2 separate regions of the Mus musculus genome follow, and region 1 is linked to region 2. A link is a contact called in public Hi-C data. All regions are on one chromosome and are shown on one strand. Each heading gives the region's core, a stretch centred on a gene start, on an enhancer-like site or on the middle of the called end of the contact. The rest is flanking DNA. Distances are from core to core; before and after follow the strand shown. Region 1 overlaps Rsph14 (radial spoke head homolog 14 (Chlamydomonas)). Region 2 has its middle 42 kb from the start of Gnaz.

Region 1 (2,763 bases), core at 187-2,686, 82 kb before region 2:
GGGCTCAGAGGTACAAGATCCTGGCTTACATTTATCCCTAGGCCAATGATAGAGACAGGAGCCAGTTCTGTGAGGTGACACAGGATCCCAGGTAGAATGGAGACAGTGCTGACAAGAACCACAAGAGGACCCATATAGGAGGAGGTTTGGACCAGCATGGCCTCCTTATGAAAATGGGAAGAGGGCTGGAGAGATGGCTTAGTGGCTAAGAACACTGACTGCTTTTCCAGAGGTCCTGAGTTCAATTCCCAGCAACCACATGGTGGCTCACAACCATCTGTAATGGGATCCGATGCCCTCTTCTGGTGTGTCTGAAGACAGCTACAGTGTATTCATCCATAAAAATAAATACTTAAAAAAAAAAGTCCTTTTGAGAATTTAATGTAATTTACTCTTTAAAAAGGCGGGGGGAGGGGGAATGTTACAGAGGCTCTGTGATCTGTGCTCTGTGATCACGGGGGGGGGGGGGGATGTTACAGAGGCCATGCTCTGTGATCAGCGGGGGGTGTTACAGAGGCCATGCTCTGTGATCAGCGGGGGGGGGGGGATGTTACAGAGGCCATGCTCTGTGATCAGCGGGGGGGGGGGGGTGTTACAGAGGCCATGCTCTGTGATCAGGGGGGATGTTACAGAGGCCATGCTCTGTGATCAGGGGGGTGTTACAGAGGCCATGCTCTGTGATCAGAAGCCTCTGGTTTGGAAAAGACAAGGTTGGATCTGAAGTCGCACACTGCCGTTGGGACCTGGGACCGTCAGTCGGGGACTGTCACTAAGCTTAGGTGCCGAGAAGCTTCTGTGGGGCATGACTCTGCTGGCTTCCTGGAGGAGAGCGCCTGTCCATGCTACCTGAGTACTCTCGGGCCTCCCCTGAGGCACGCCCAGATGGCCGTGAGACTCTGTGATTCTCACACTCCAGACTGCAGTTCTTGCCTCCGTGAAATGGACCACTCACCCTGGATCCACCAGTGACCTGGAGAGGACTGTGCTTCTGAGAAGCTGATCCCGGACTGGGGAACTGAAGGAGGTATCCCTCGCCTCCTGAGCCCTGTCTCTAGGCCCCGTGATACAGATGACAGGCTTGCCAGCCAGGCCCTTGACACTCTGCAGGGTGCCAGGGTCTCCTTTCACTGATAGACTAAGTCCTATGCACACTCCCTTGCTGGTCTGCAGATCTGTGGCTGCACTTCCTATCTGGGAGCTGGCTGTCTCTGCCACTCTCTCCTACTTTAGAGGCATGGGGGAGGTTACTATCCATGCTGTGGTGTCCTCGAAGAGCTTAGACACACAGGGAGTGAGGTGAGAAACCCTGAGGAGGGAGTCTGATGAAATCTAAGCAGGCACCATGCCACTGCTTCCTAGCAGTAGGCACAAGCTGGGCAGGCAGCAGTCATTCACCCAGGGAGGGCCAGATGCTTGGTTCTCCCCAGACAGTGCCAGCTACTGGCTGCTGGCTTCCCCGTTCCATCCTTGCCTTCCCCGTGACGTGGCTCCCAGTGGACAGAGCCTCTGTATCCACTCCAGTGCTTGGATGGAATGCCAGCTAACCCTAACAGAGACAAGGCAGGTGTGCCTCTGGCTCCGCTACCCACAGGGAAGCTCTCAGGTACTCTGGGCACGCCAGGTACATTCAAGTGTGTGGTAGCCCCTTGGGTCTTTCTCAGCCCCAAACTGCTGGAAGGTGGCAACAGCCAGCTGCCCCTCCCTCTGTTCAGTTTAGCACCCAGACTCTCAGTAGATGGATTGCTGTTTCCATGACAACCGAAGAGGACGCCTCCACCCTCCATCTCACACAGCAATAAAGACCAAAGACAGGAGGAGGCTGTACTTCTTAGCTCAATATATCTACCTGGGGGTAGTAGCAGTGGGCCTTTGGGAGTTGGTTGGGGGACCTGATTCTCCTCTGGAGATGATCTGTTGGCTCACTCTGGCCTAAGAGCCAGCAGGCAGTTAAGATGGAAGGTTCCTTTGGTGACATGTTCCTGATAGCATCCACCTGTGAGGAGGCCACTTTTCCATTCACATTAGAAAAGTGACACAGGGCTCCAGGCCCAGGGAGAAGGGTCATGATGGGGATCCTCACAGCATTCCTATTTTATGGACTCAACCTCTGCCCAGCCCACCACCCTGGAGCAAGGAGGGTCCCATACAGACTGGATCACCTTCAGGCTTGGTCAGGGATATTGGCCTCGGGGGAAACTGGGATGTATCTGGAGACAGAGGAGATAACTGGGGACTTATTTCCAGCGCAATCTGGTTAGTGTTTCTCTCCTCCTTCCTGCATAACTTAACTGCTGCTTCCATAGCCTGGAGAATTGGATTAGGGAAGCTCATGATTCTATGAGCCCTGCTGCCCTGGAGCCTGTCTGAAGGAACAAGCAGTGCAGGAACAAGGGATGCGCTGAAGCTAAGGAGGCTGCTGCCTGCCTATGAGCTGGGTCCCACCTGTGCTCCCTCAGGGTGGTCACCCCCACACAAGGGTCCCTCCCCCCACCCACCAAACCTGCGGGTGCTCAGGGCCCTGAAGCAGATGGCACAACCTGGTCTACTGTTCCGGCTCCAAGGGCCTGCTCACAGCCCCTATTCCCATCTTGCCTGCCTACCACTTGGCTCCATACACTACCCTATTTTTGTTCTCTGGGATCTGCCATTGCTTTCCTAACTAGAGACCCCACCTACCCTTAAATCTCCATGCCCTCCCATTCAGTTCAATATTTCTTTCATGAGTCTTTTGACTTGGCTCTGAGCAGCATATGGGGAGGAGGT
Region 2 (2,963 bases), core at 175-2,674:
GCAGACAGGCATGCCTCCGTTGCCAGGTGAATCGTGCATTGTGAAACAGTAGGCACACAAATATGTGTGCCCACACTACACATGGTGGTGTTAACATGGCAGACATGTGAACAGGCATGCTTGCAAGCCGAGCGGTGTTGATGGGACACAGAGGTGCACTGATAGGCTTGCCCTTGCTGCCATTTAGTCACGCTGGAACGCAGCAGGTGTGCAAACGTGTGCTCATGTCACCACATGGTATTGCTTGGATGTGGCAGCCACGCAGTGCTGGGATATTGTGTGGGTGTGAATAGGCACACTCATGCTTCTGCCTCCAAGGCTGGGACATGGCCCAAGTGCAAACAGGAATCCTCGCACCACAAGGTACTGGTGCTGAAACACCACGGGCATGCAAACAGATGTACCTATCCCACCATGCTGTCAGCCTGCGATTTGACAGACACGTCACCAGGTCTGCTCATGCCACAATGACTTGGGGTTGGGACACAACAGGCACAAACAAGTGTGAACAGGGTTACCCACACCACCACATGGGAACCCCGGGACATGGCAGTACCGGACACAGGAGGCGTGCAAGCGAGCATGCTTATTGCAACCATGAGTCTCTGCTGGGCTAGGACAGGCATGTCAACAGGTGTGCATGTGCGAGCACATAGCGGCGCTTTGAGGTAGCATCAGGACAAGCATTTGCACTGCCACAAAGCAATGACGGGACACAGCAGGTGCACGAACAGGCACACCCTTGCTGCTGGGTGAGATGCTGGCACACAGCAGGCATGCAAACAGGGATGTCCATTCTACCCACCTGGCACCAGAAGGTATGTAAGTAGGTGTACCTGTGCCACTGTGCGGCAGTGTTGGGACCCGGCAGGCTTGTGATCAGGTGTGTTAGGCAGCCACATGGCAGTTCTGGGGCATCACAGGTATGCAAACAGGTGTATGTAGGTACTAGTACTGCTAAGCTGTGGAAGTGCAGTCATTCCCCCCCACCCCCCTTCCACAGTATGAGGCTAGGACATAGCAAATGAGACCAGGCATGTCCAGACTGCTACAGGACAATAATGGGACACGGCAGGTGTGCATATAGCATGCCTGCACCACCGTGTGGTGGCACTGGGATACAGTAGGTGTACAAACAAGCATGCCATCCCGCCAAACGCTGCCAGTACCCAGTGCCGGAACCCAGACTTGCAAACGGTCCTGCATCCATTCCACCACGTGTTGGCGAGGCACGCAAACAGGTATCCTTGTACCGTAATACGGTGGCACTGACGTTGCAGGCACGAAAACAGACACGCCTGTGCCCATCATAACGCCCACACTAGGATTCAGCAGATGTGCCACATTTCAGTGCTGGCACACCGCAGGCGCACGTCCGGACAAACGTGGCAGCCTGGAACACGGCAACTGTGTAAACAGGCACAACTGCGCCACCACATGGCAGCAACGGGATATGGCAGGCTCAAACGTCCATGCTGCATTGTCACAGGACAGGGGGGGGGGCACAGCAGGTATGTAAACAGGTGTGCCTATGCTGCCTGGAAAAAATGGCAACATGGGGGTCATGACATGCTCGCAAATCAGGCACGCACAGGCCACTATATGGCCATCACTTGGGTCATGGCAGGTATGCCAAGGCTACCAGGTGGTGGCACTGGGAAGCCGGTGTAGGAACAGGAGTACCCAGGTGTGGGATCATAATGACCCAGGGTTAGTAGGGGGAAAGGTCAAGGAGAGCTTTAACTCCAGATACCTCAGATGAGGATGGCAGGTACTGGCTCGCTCCCCTCTCCCAATTTGGTGCCAGAAAGCCGGCTCCCCAACCATGAACCCTAGTAAGCATTTACTATCCCGACAGTTTCCAGGCTTCACTTGTTTGACCTTCGAAGGTTTTCCCCTTGGATGCCCAACCCTTGAGCATGCAGATGAAGCATCTTCCAACACGGCTGTCCTGGTCAATTGTACATGGCTGCACTGTCCTTGCCCCAGAGACTCTGTCCACCTTCCCAGAAGCATAAGTGCCCCTTTCTCTCTGCCATTAAACCAAACCAGTTCTCTGAAGCTGTTCCCAGGTGTGTATATTCTTTGCCTGCGCACTCACTGCTGGCCCCACGTTGCACCCTTCGCAGCTAAGCTTCCTCACCTCCAGCAATGGGGCCAGTTCTCCCAAGGGGGAGAAGTGGACTCGGGGTGGCACCCGGGCTGCATGCCATGGTGTTTGGTACGACAGACATGTGAACGGCTCTTCCTATGCTTCCACGTCGTGAGGCTGGGCCACGGCATGTAGGCCCACGCCACCAGGTGCCTGTGCTGTAACATGGCAGGTGTGCAAACAGGCAAGCCTTCACTGCCTTGTCGTGGCCCTGGGAGATGGCATATGTGCGAATAGGTGTGGCAGTGCCACTACATGGCAGCACTGGCGCTCAGCAGGACTTGAACAAGTGTGACACGTATCCATGTGGCGGCACTGGTATATAGCGGGTTAGTCAATAGTCATGCCTGTAGCACCATACCACGTAGCCTCACAGGGGCACACCAAGCACACTAACTGGCATGCCTGTACCCACCACGTGGCATTGCTTGTATATTGCAGATGAGCCAAGAGGCTCATGTCACCACCACGAGGTATCACTGTGACTCAGAATGATGTATGATCAGGTCTTCCTATCTGGCCTGTGTTGGCCCTGTGACACGACAGATGTATGAACAGGCATGCTCCCATTGCCAGATGCGGTCACAGGGATGTTGTGTGTAATTTTAAAAACACGCAGGCTGGAGAGATGACTCAGTGGTTAAGAGCACTGACTGCTCTTCCGGAGATCCTGAGTTCAAATCCCAGCAACCACATGGTGGCTCACAATGAGATCTGATGCCCTCTTCTGGTATGTCTGAAGTCAGCTACAGTGTACTTAAATAAATAAATCTTTGGGCCAGAGCGAGCGGAGCTGGAGCGAGAAGGAAAA

Evidence for each region. Hi-C and Micro-C count contacts between places; a contact is called where the count stands out from the background.
Region 1: a Hi-C map of cerebral cortex shows a contact between it and region 2, with 3 times the contacts expected there. The contact joins two enhancer-like sites. A contact is called at or near these places in 2 of 39 promoter capture datasets (the C10 cell line and liver), 1 of 15 datasets of contacts at CTCF or cohesin (large pre-B cells), 63 of 484 Hi-C or Micro-C datasets (the AML12 cell line, the C10 cell line, the C2C12 cell line and 41 more), 9 of 115 datasets of contacts at active chromatin or transcription factors (T-cell acute lymphoblastic leukemia, bone marrow-derived dendritic cells, differentiating embryonic stem cells and 5 more) and 2 of 9 other capture datasets (adipose tissue and pancreatic islet).

Annotation. Positions count from the first base shown.
Region 1 is chr10:75,006,059-75,008,821 of GRCm38.p6, reverse strand. The region is part of intron 4 of Rsph14 (radial spoke head homolog 14 (Chlamydomonas)); the gene reads left to right. All of the region lies in intron 3 of Gnaz (guanine nucleotide binding protein, alpha z subunit), which reads right to left. Among named protein-coding and RNA genes, the nearest start is that of Gm40692, 16 kb to the left of the region's middle. Within about 2 kb of position 1,436, at least 37 of the 459 cell types and tissues checked have an H3K27ac peak or open chromatin away from gene starts, as enhancers often do. A contact at or near this core is called in cerebral cortex and rod photoreceptor, where this site is marked.
Region 2 is chr10:74,923,917-74,926,879 of GRCm38.p6, reverse strand. No RefSeq gene overlaps it. Among named protein-coding and RNA genes, the nearest start is that of Gnaz, 42 kb to the left of the region's middle. Within about 2 kb of position 1,424, at least 13 of the 459 cell types and tissues checked have an H3K27ac peak or open chromatin away from gene starts, as enhancers often do. A contact at or near this core is called in cerebral cortex and rod photoreceptor, where this site is marked.